Regions from separate parts of the Mus musculus genome. Here all the other regions are linked to region 2. Evidence: chromatin contacts called from public Hi-C and HiChIP or PLAC-seq data. All regions are on one chromosome and are shown on one strand. Each heading gives the region's core, a stretch centred on a gene start, on an enhancer-like site or on the middle of the called end of the contact. The rest is flanking DNA. Distances are from core to core; before and after follow the strand shown. Region 1 has its middle 58 kb from the start of Gm39459. Region 2 has its middle 29 kb from the start of Trak1. Region 3 has its middle 64 kb from the start of Gm39458.

Evidence for each region. A called contact is a pair of places that touch in the nucleus more often than the background predicts. HiChIP or PLAC-seq counts read pairs in DNA pulled down with a chosen protein or histone mark.
Region 1: a FOXA1 HiChIP or PLAC-seq map of pancreatic cancer cells shows a contact between it and region 2. The contact joins two enhancer-like sites. A contact is called at or near these places in 2 of 115 datasets of contacts at active chromatin or transcription factors (embryonic stem cells and pancreatic cancer cells).
Region 3: a contact with region 2 is called in a Hi-C map of Sertoli cells, with 6 times the contacts expected there. The contact joins two enhancer-like sites. A contact is called at or near these places in 1 of 484 Hi-C or Micro-C datasets (Sertoli cells) and 2 of 115 datasets of contacts at active chromatin or transcription factors (embryonic stem cells and pancreatic cancer cells).

The regions. Positions count from the first base shown.
Region 1 is chr9:120,775,335-120,778,034 of GRCm38.p6, reverse strand. No RefSeq gene overlaps it. Among named protein-coding and RNA genes, the nearest start is that of Gm39459, 58 kb to the left of the region's middle. Within about 2 kb of position 1,359, at least 200 of the 459 cell types and tissues checked have an H3K27ac peak or open chromatin away from gene starts, as enhancers often do. A contact at or near this core is called in pancreatic cancer cells, where this site is marked.
Region 2 is chr9:121,336,503-121,339,202 of GRCm38.p6, reverse strand. It overlaps a transcript of Trak1 not described here. Among named protein-coding and RNA genes, the nearest start is that of Trak1, 29 kb to the left of the region's middle. Within about 2 kb of position 1,327, at least 106 of the 459 cell types and tissues checked have an H3K27ac peak or open chromatin away from gene starts, as enhancers often do. A contact at or near this core is called in Sertoli cells and pancreatic cancer cells, where this site is marked.
Region 3 is chr9:120,738,215-120,740,914 of GRCm38.p6, reverse strand. No RefSeq gene overlaps it. Among named protein-coding and RNA genes, the nearest start is that of Gm39458, 64 kb to the right of the region's middle. Within about 2 kb of position 1,429, at least 178 of the 459 cell types and tissues checked have an H3K27ac peak or open chromatin away from gene starts, as enhancers often do. A contact at or near this core is called in Sertoli cells and pancreatic cancer cells, where this site is marked.

The DNA of each region.
Region 1 (2,700 bases), core at 110-2,609, 560 kb after region 2:
TACTCTCCAGGAAATGCAGCAGACATTTCCATTTCTGTCCCTTGGCTCCTGAGGTGGAATACACCAGTGACACTCTGTCACTGACATGGATGAGGGTTGGTAAGACAGGCGCTGGCAAAGGGGGAAAGGACGCAAAAGGCAGGAGGGGAAGAGACGTGGTATCAGAACAATCATGGTTTGGTTGGTTGGTTGGTTTTTTTAATCCCAATACTGAAGAAAAACAAAAACAAAAAAAGCAGCGGGCTAGCTTCCTCTCACTGCTCTCCCTGCATCCTCTGTTAGGCCAGCCCTGCTCTGGAAAGGATGTGGCCAGTCCTCCAGTCGTCCTCGCCTACGCCTTCAGGTTGATGTAAGAATAGCTGTGCCGAGTCTGGACTCTGATCCCAGAGCTCCTCCTTTCCCGTGTAAGCCTTCTTGGAACGCTTTAGGGAGGACCTTTGCAGTCGGCCCAGAGGGCACCGGCTTCTGGCCTCCTGCTCCTGCTCCTGCTCCTGCTCCTGCTCCTGCTCCTGCTCCTGCTCCTGCTCCTCCTGCTCCTCCTGCTCCTCCTGCTCCTCCTGCTCCTGCTCCTCCTGCTCCTGCTCCTGCTCCTGCTCCTGCTCCTGCTCCTGCTCCTGCTCCTGCTCCTCCTCCTCCTCCTCCTCCTCCTCCTCCTCCTCCTCCTCCTGCTCCTCCCTTGGCCTGAAATAGAGAAGTTTCTGAAAGAGGACCGTTTGGACTGCGAGGTTGGCGGGATGCAGTGAGGCACGCACTGGCGGGACAAGTCTAAAACACTCCTTGCTGTGTTTGGCACTGCTCTCCAGGGTCATTTTGAGCACTCACCTCACAATACAGCGGCTACCTCCCTTTCTCTGTGGGTTATCAAAGCTGGTAGCCTTTAGCCCAGACCTGGTTTGTTTGTTTTTAAACAAAATAAACAACAAAACACATCTTGAAGGGCTTGCAAAGGTAAATGCTGTACTATATGATTTAAAAAAAAAAGAAAAAAGAAAAAAAAGAATAGCTGTGCCCACTCAGGGCACGAGTGTCTGGGGTTTACAGTTTGTCTGCCCTTTTGGCCCGAGTGCCCAGGCTGGAAGCCGCCTGCATGTCTGTGTGTCTGCTGCTCTTGGTTTCTCTAGCTTTTCTCTGGCCTAGTTTCCTGTTCACCTCTGTCTGGAGCTGACTAGCAGGCTTGACTCACAGGAAACCACAGCCAAGTCACCTGGTGGTCTGAGTCACTCTCCCTTGGAGTATCTCAAACAATAATAAAAGTCAAAATGCCCAAGTAAGTAGTGAGTTTTGCAATAGACTGAGTTAAGTATCTCTGTGCATGGTTGTTCTGGGAATTCCCATGTGTGTCAGGTGACTTATCTTTGGCAACTGTGACACAAGCCAGTTGCTTTATCTCCTGGCAACCACCTCCTCTCCCCACTTCCCCTTTCCCTCCCTCCTTTGTTTCTACAAATATTTGCTGCTTCCAGACAGGACCTTCGACCCCGTGAATAAACTAAACATATAGTTCTGTCCTGTGCAAGTTCCTCTGCACAGAAAGGCACAGCAAACACACAAACAAGCAGGGCAAGTTTAGGGGCACTGGTAACCCAGGGTAGTACTGAACCTGGCTGAGGGGGTGTCTTGCTGGCCTGTGAGCCAGGTGAGACCCACAGAAAAAAAGATTCCAGTGAGGTGAGGTGATGATTTGTAGTCATCTGCAATGTTCCCTGTGTGTGTACACGTGTCTGTCTGTCTGTCTGTCTGTATCTGTCTCTTTGTGTGTTTGTGTGAATGTGGTTCTGTATCTCTCTGTCTCTCTCTCTGGGGGGTGGGGGAGGTAGGCCCTCCTTCTCTGTCAGCAGACCCAGTGATCCTCCGGCCTCTGCTACCCACAGTCCAGGCTGGCATTATGGGCCTGTGTGTAGCCAGGCGTGGCTTTTTATGTGGGTTCTAGGGATTGGAACTCAGGTTCTCCCACTTGTGCAGCAAACGTTCTTACTCTCTGAGCCATCTCTGCAGCTGTAATGTGCACTGGGAGAAGAGACTTGTTTGGGGTCATTTGAGGTTACAAAGTATCCCTCAACATAGGTGTCTGCAGAGGGAGGGCATGGGCAACCTAACAGGCCAGAAGGAAGATGGAAAGTGGTCCATTTCTGAAAGGCTCTGTCCTCTGGCTTAGGCTGCAATGAGCAGATGATCCACCGGGGAGCACTACCCTAGGCACAGCGAGGGATGGGGGACTCAGAATCCCTACTTGCCAGTGGCTTTGGGCACCTGTGACATAGTCATTTACCTCTGGCTTTGTTACATCTCTGGTTTGCACATTAGCCTCATTCTCAAACACAAAGGCCCCCCTCCTTGACCCCAGTTTACTTCCCTATCTGAAGCTAGGAGCTCACTCAGACTTCAAGTCGGTCAACAGTCTATAGTGCAGAGACAAGGAACACCACAGACCCCTTTATCTAGTAGGCAGATACCCTGCCTCCATTCTCTGGTTGGAATATTCTAGAAGGTAAGGACCAGAGGTTGGGCCCTTGCCCATAGCAGGCACCTTGATGCTACATTCAGTGGATCCTTCTCCCTTCCCCGAGTTCTGAGACACCCCCCCCCCCCCGCCCCAGAGGTCACCTGACCAAGCCCTTCTTCTCTGATTCAGGGGAAGCCCGACAGAACACGGCCCTTAACCTTGTCGTGAAATGAAGAGTATCTGTAGGTCCCCTCTCA
Region 2 (2,700 bases), core at 78-2,577:
GCAGAGGCAGGTGGATTTCTGAGTTCGAGGCCAGCCTGGTCTACAAAGTGAGTTCCAGGACAGCCAGGGCTATACAGAGAAACCCTGTCTCGAAAAACCCCAAAAAAAAAAAAAAAAGAAAAACAAAAACAAAAACAAAAACAAAAACAAATACTAAGGAGGCTGGAGAAGCTCAGCTGGCAAAGGGCTCACTTTGCAAGGTCCTGAATTCAATCCCCAGTGCCCATGTAAAAAGCCAGACACCATGGCACACATGGTGAGAGAGCCCAGGAATGGTGAGTCCCTGAAGCTCAGTCCAGCCTGCTTGATGAGCTCTGGACCAATGAGAGATCTTCTCTGCAAAACAAGATAGAGAGGGACCAAGGAACAACAGCTGAGGGTGAGATCTGGTCTCTACACACATGTGCACACATGGTCTCTACACACACGTGTGCACATATGAATTAGGGATCAACTTTTCTGTGGAACATTTCTTCTGCCAGGAAGCAGGTGAGGTCTGTGAAATCCCAGGCTCGGGCAGCAGGTGGCCTGAGGTACTAGTCCATATTTGGTTACCACAATGAAACACTCGAGGCTGGGCAGCTTATAAAGAAACAAGCTCCCTGTGGGCCACAGTTCTCAAGGCTCTATGTCCCAGATTGGACATGTTGTGGCTACCCAAAATGCTCAAGGGTCCCACAATGCTGCTCTGGGTTCTTTTCACACATTCCATAGGCCACACCTTTAAATATCCCATCCCCACCTCTCCACACACCCCCACCCCAACCCCGTGCACATCAACCTATATCCAAACTACACAGGGGCCAGGTTATTCCTCAATAACCCATGGCTACCCATGATGCTAGAATAAAATAGAAGTTGCTTGCTATCCAGCGTGCACCTGCCCTTTCTTGCCTCAGTTTCCTGGGCCGGGACACCAGATAAGTCAAAGGATCAAACTGAGACTCTCTAGTCAAAGGGTGGACTAAAACTAAATTATCCCACGATCATGCCAAAGTGCTTAGCACAGTACTTGGTACAGAGCAAACGCCACCTGCCATCACTGCTATAGCAGCACACCACTTCAGTGTGCTCCAGGACGGACACACACACACACACACCCACACACACCCACACACCCACACACACACACATCCTACCCACACCACCAATCCCATCCCTTATTCTGGGCCTGGCATTCTCTCAGAGTGAATCTTAGGGATGGTAGACAGATTGTTTCCCTTTATCCCCACAATGAAAAGCCCAGCCAGGCTATCACAGTATAATAACAGTCAACATGAGATAAAATCAGGCAGACAGCACCCATAAGGCCCACGGGGCAGACTCCAATGGAGAAGAAAGAGCCCCATTGTTTGAGCACAGCCTCGGGGAACAAGAATGCAGAGAAGCAGGCATTGTTTGGAGGAAAGAATCTGCAGGCTCAGAGCCAACTGTGAAAGAGCAACTCGGCCTTGGAGAGGCCTCAGGGGAGTTCTCCACACCTTCCTTCCAGACTTGAGTAGAACCCACCTACCCTAGAAGCTCCACCCTGCACCCACCTTCAAGTCCATGGAAGCCAGGAAGTAAGCACTGGACACACATACACATACACACACACACACACACACACACACACACACCACCCTAGGAGGCTTATAAAACACAGATGCTGAGTCCTACCCAGGTCAAGGAAGTTTGAGTGAAGGCAAAACACTCCTTTGTGTTAGTTTTTGACAGTTTCTCGTGTAGCTCAAGCTGGTCTCAAACCCCTAAGTAACCTTGAACTTCTGGCCCTCTTGCCTCTACCTCCCAAGTGCCAGGATGTTGTTGGTCCGTGAAAGGCAGCCTGGTTCCTGGTCGAGCACAGGCTTGAAATCCCGGTGACCCTGTAGGGATGGTACTAGGACGCACTCCAGGACACTAGGCTCCTAACATGAGGCCGCAGCCCTCCATAGATTGGTGTCCTTCAGTCACATAAGGGCAATGCCCCAAGCCCCTCCACAGGTAGAAGATGTGACTGACTTGTGGTCACACAGCCTCAAGACAGATCTCCATTTTAGTGAGGTACCTAAAGGCCTGGAGCCAATAAACTCCCCTTCCCAGACACTCCTCCCTGCAAAAGGTATTTAACCTCAGGCCCGCCCTGAGAAGTACGGTATGGTTTTCAGTCATCCACTTTCCACCATTGACAATGAATGTCTTAAAACCATGGACACTCTTTTTCATCAGGATCCACCATGGGGAGCAATGGAACAGGCCTTTGCCTAAAGAGCCGGCTGCCTAATCTCCCACAGAAGGTTTCTCAGTGCTCCCAGCCTCCGTCCCCACCAAGCCAAGCCAAACAAGCCAAGGGCTCTCTCCTCCCCGCAGGACCTAGCAAGGAGTTCTCCCCTCTTTTCCCCTTCAGCTCCAGGCTAGATCCAGCCCCTGGGACCCCACTCCGTTCTCAGCTCTTCTGTGGCTCCCAGTGGTGCTTGGATATCCAAGAGCCTGAGAACCAGACAGCCCAGTCCTCCACACAGGCCCGGAGATCCCCTAGCCAGCTCCGGCTGTCCCCTGGACTGCGCTCCCCCACCCCCAAAAGGGGTGTCCTGAAGCTTCCCATAGCCTGACACCCGCCCGGCGCCAGCGTGGGGTAAGCACAATCAAAACTCCTGTGTCCCACCTCCACCCATGTCCCGAGCCCTGTGGCGGAGTGGATGTGGGACACCCCATAACCCG
Region 3 (2,700 bases), core at 180-2,679, 600 kb after region 2:
AAGGGAAAAATTTCCTAGCTAAACAAACATAAAGCAAGGGGTTACATTTAGCTATTTCAGGGTGTCATTTTTCAAGCCCTTTAATGAAGGCTATGTGAATGTACAATGAATTAGACATTAATCAAAGCAGTTTGTTTTTCTTTTTTTTATTATTTCCTGTGTATGTGTATACATGTGTGTGCTTGTTTGCATGTATGTATGCATATGTATGCATGTATGTATGCATATGTATGCATGAATGCCAGAGGCCAGCATCCCAGATGTCTTTCTCAAATGACATCCATCTTTACTTTTGGAGACAAGGTCTCTCTTTGAACTGAAAGTTCACCAATTTCAGCAAGACTGGCTGTCCAGGAGGGTCCTGGACTGCTCCTGTGTCAGCCCTGCCCCTTCAGCACGGGGATTACAGATGTTCGCTTCTGTGCCTGATTTTTGGAGGCTGACCTCAAGTCTTTAGGCTTGCACAGGAGATACTTAACTGCTATCTCCCTCACCCTCAGCCCTAATTATGAGCTGAGAATCTGGAGCCAGCAAGGAAATGGGGCCACTGAGTAGTAGGAGGGAATGCCTGTGCTGTGTACTGTAGATAGGGTCCCACCTGACTGGAACTTTGCTTTGATTGGAGGTCCTCTTGTGACTCCAGAGAGAGGCTGACTGCAGATCAAACTTCTAAGATAGGGAGGTCTGGACAGACAATCTGCTGATTCGATGCCATGTGGGGTTTGAAAGCTCTGCTCCAGCTACAGGCCCAGGTTATCTCCCAATTCGGAGGTTTCCCTACTCCTATCAGAGGGGCTACAGCAGTTGAAGGGGATGATTGCAGCCACAGAAAGGAGGAGTTTTTAACGGACACTTGCTTCACAATTCCCTAAGCCCTGGGGGCCCTGGCCCTCCACGGAGCAGAGCTTTATTTACCTTTCTGTTTCATGATGGAGAAAACATCCCTGTGCCAGCTCTCCACCCTCCAGACCCAGTCAGACTGCGGTGGTGGGAAATCTCTGGGGAAGCTGGCTTTGCAACTGTGAAGGAATGCCTTTGTGAGAGAGGATCCTGCCCTGTGCACAGGCCAAAGGGGCTGCAGAGTGGAATTTTCTCTCTTCCCCTTTCTGGCAGGCAGACAGACCCTGTCTTCAAAGTTCGCAGGAAAGGTATGTTTTGACAAGCACACACATACTGCTTCAGAAAAGCCACAGAGGCAACGCCTTTGTTGCCCCAGAGCCCACTCCCTTCCACGCAGGAGGTGAAGCCCTTTCAGAAGCCGCATAATGGAAACCGAGCCTGAGTTTGCTTGTACTGTTTCCCCGAAAGTACATAACTTCCATTCTGTGGTTCCACACAGCACATTCGCCCTCCTCACAAATGCAAACCCTGGCAAGGCTGTTTGTCCAGCCAGCCCGGGACTGGCAGGGAACACGAAGTTTGGCAGGACTCATGAGGCGTCTTTCTGTAGGGCTTTGGTTTCCTGGTCAGTTGAAGCTAGTCCAGTTATTGTCCCAGTGTTCTGCCAGATAAAACATGGGGGAGGGGGGCTTTTCTAGAAGCCTGGCCTTGTGACTGTGGGATGTGAGGAGGGATCATGAGCTGAGCAGAGAAGTAGGAACTCAGGCCAAGGCCCAGGAGTTCTCTTCTCCAGCACGGGCTCTGACTCTGCTCTCTGGAATGTAGACCTATGCCTGACTCACGGCTGGCGCTGAAATTACCTTCACCTTCACACAAGGCTGTACCCTGTAATAGTAGTCCCTCTCAGGGACATGGGGTTAGCATGGTCAACAAATGAATCCCACCTGTAATATAAAGAGATCTAGCATATTTGGAGCCCTGGGTTCGAATCTCAACAATGCATAAACTGTGTAGTGGCTCATGTCTGTAGTCCTAGCACATGGGAGGTAGAGGCAGATGGATCAGGAGTTCAAGACTATCCTTGGCTATGTAGGAAGCTCAAGGGCAGCCTGGGGTGCATGAGACCCTGACCAGAAGCAAATAAATGAAAGAACAGAGAGAGAAAAGCAGCCCATGCAGAGAACCACCCAGGAGCAAACATGAGGTCCAGATCAAGAAAGACAGACCCTGTCCCCTCCCAGCAGGATGGAGAAAGACCCTGTCCCCTCCCAGCAGGTCCCCTGGGCTGCCTTCCACAGTTCTCTGACTTACAGCCACTGGTTAAGAGTCACTGAAACACTGTTTCCAGAACGTTCTCTTTAAACATACATTGTAAATTCTCAAGAGAAGCCAGGGTGGGTTTCTGTTTTGGGACCTTCCATAGAGTAAAGGACCTCGTCCCATCCTAGATTGGCTACATTCTCATGGCTGAGCAGGGGTGCTAAACCCTGAAGCTAGTGGTGACTGATACTTAAAAGTTTGTAGATTCTGTCTCCCTGGACATCACAGCAGCTATTGGATATGGGATCCCAGGGCCCGAATGTGATTTTGTAGATGTGAGAAATGCTGGAAACTCAGGGCTCATTAAACATCAGTGCACAATATTGTTGGGCTTTTTGTTGTTGCTGCTGTTATAAACAACATCTTTGAAAACCTTATACAAATACCTGTATTCAGCCCTGCAGAGGTTGTGGGCAGGAACTTGGTTTCCTTGGAGGTGAAAAGGAGCTACCTGCTGTGGATGTGACAGATCCTCCAGTCTGCCCCAGCATCTGCAGTCTGACCTAGCCAGGCTGCTCCTAACCAATCTTTTCTCTCCCT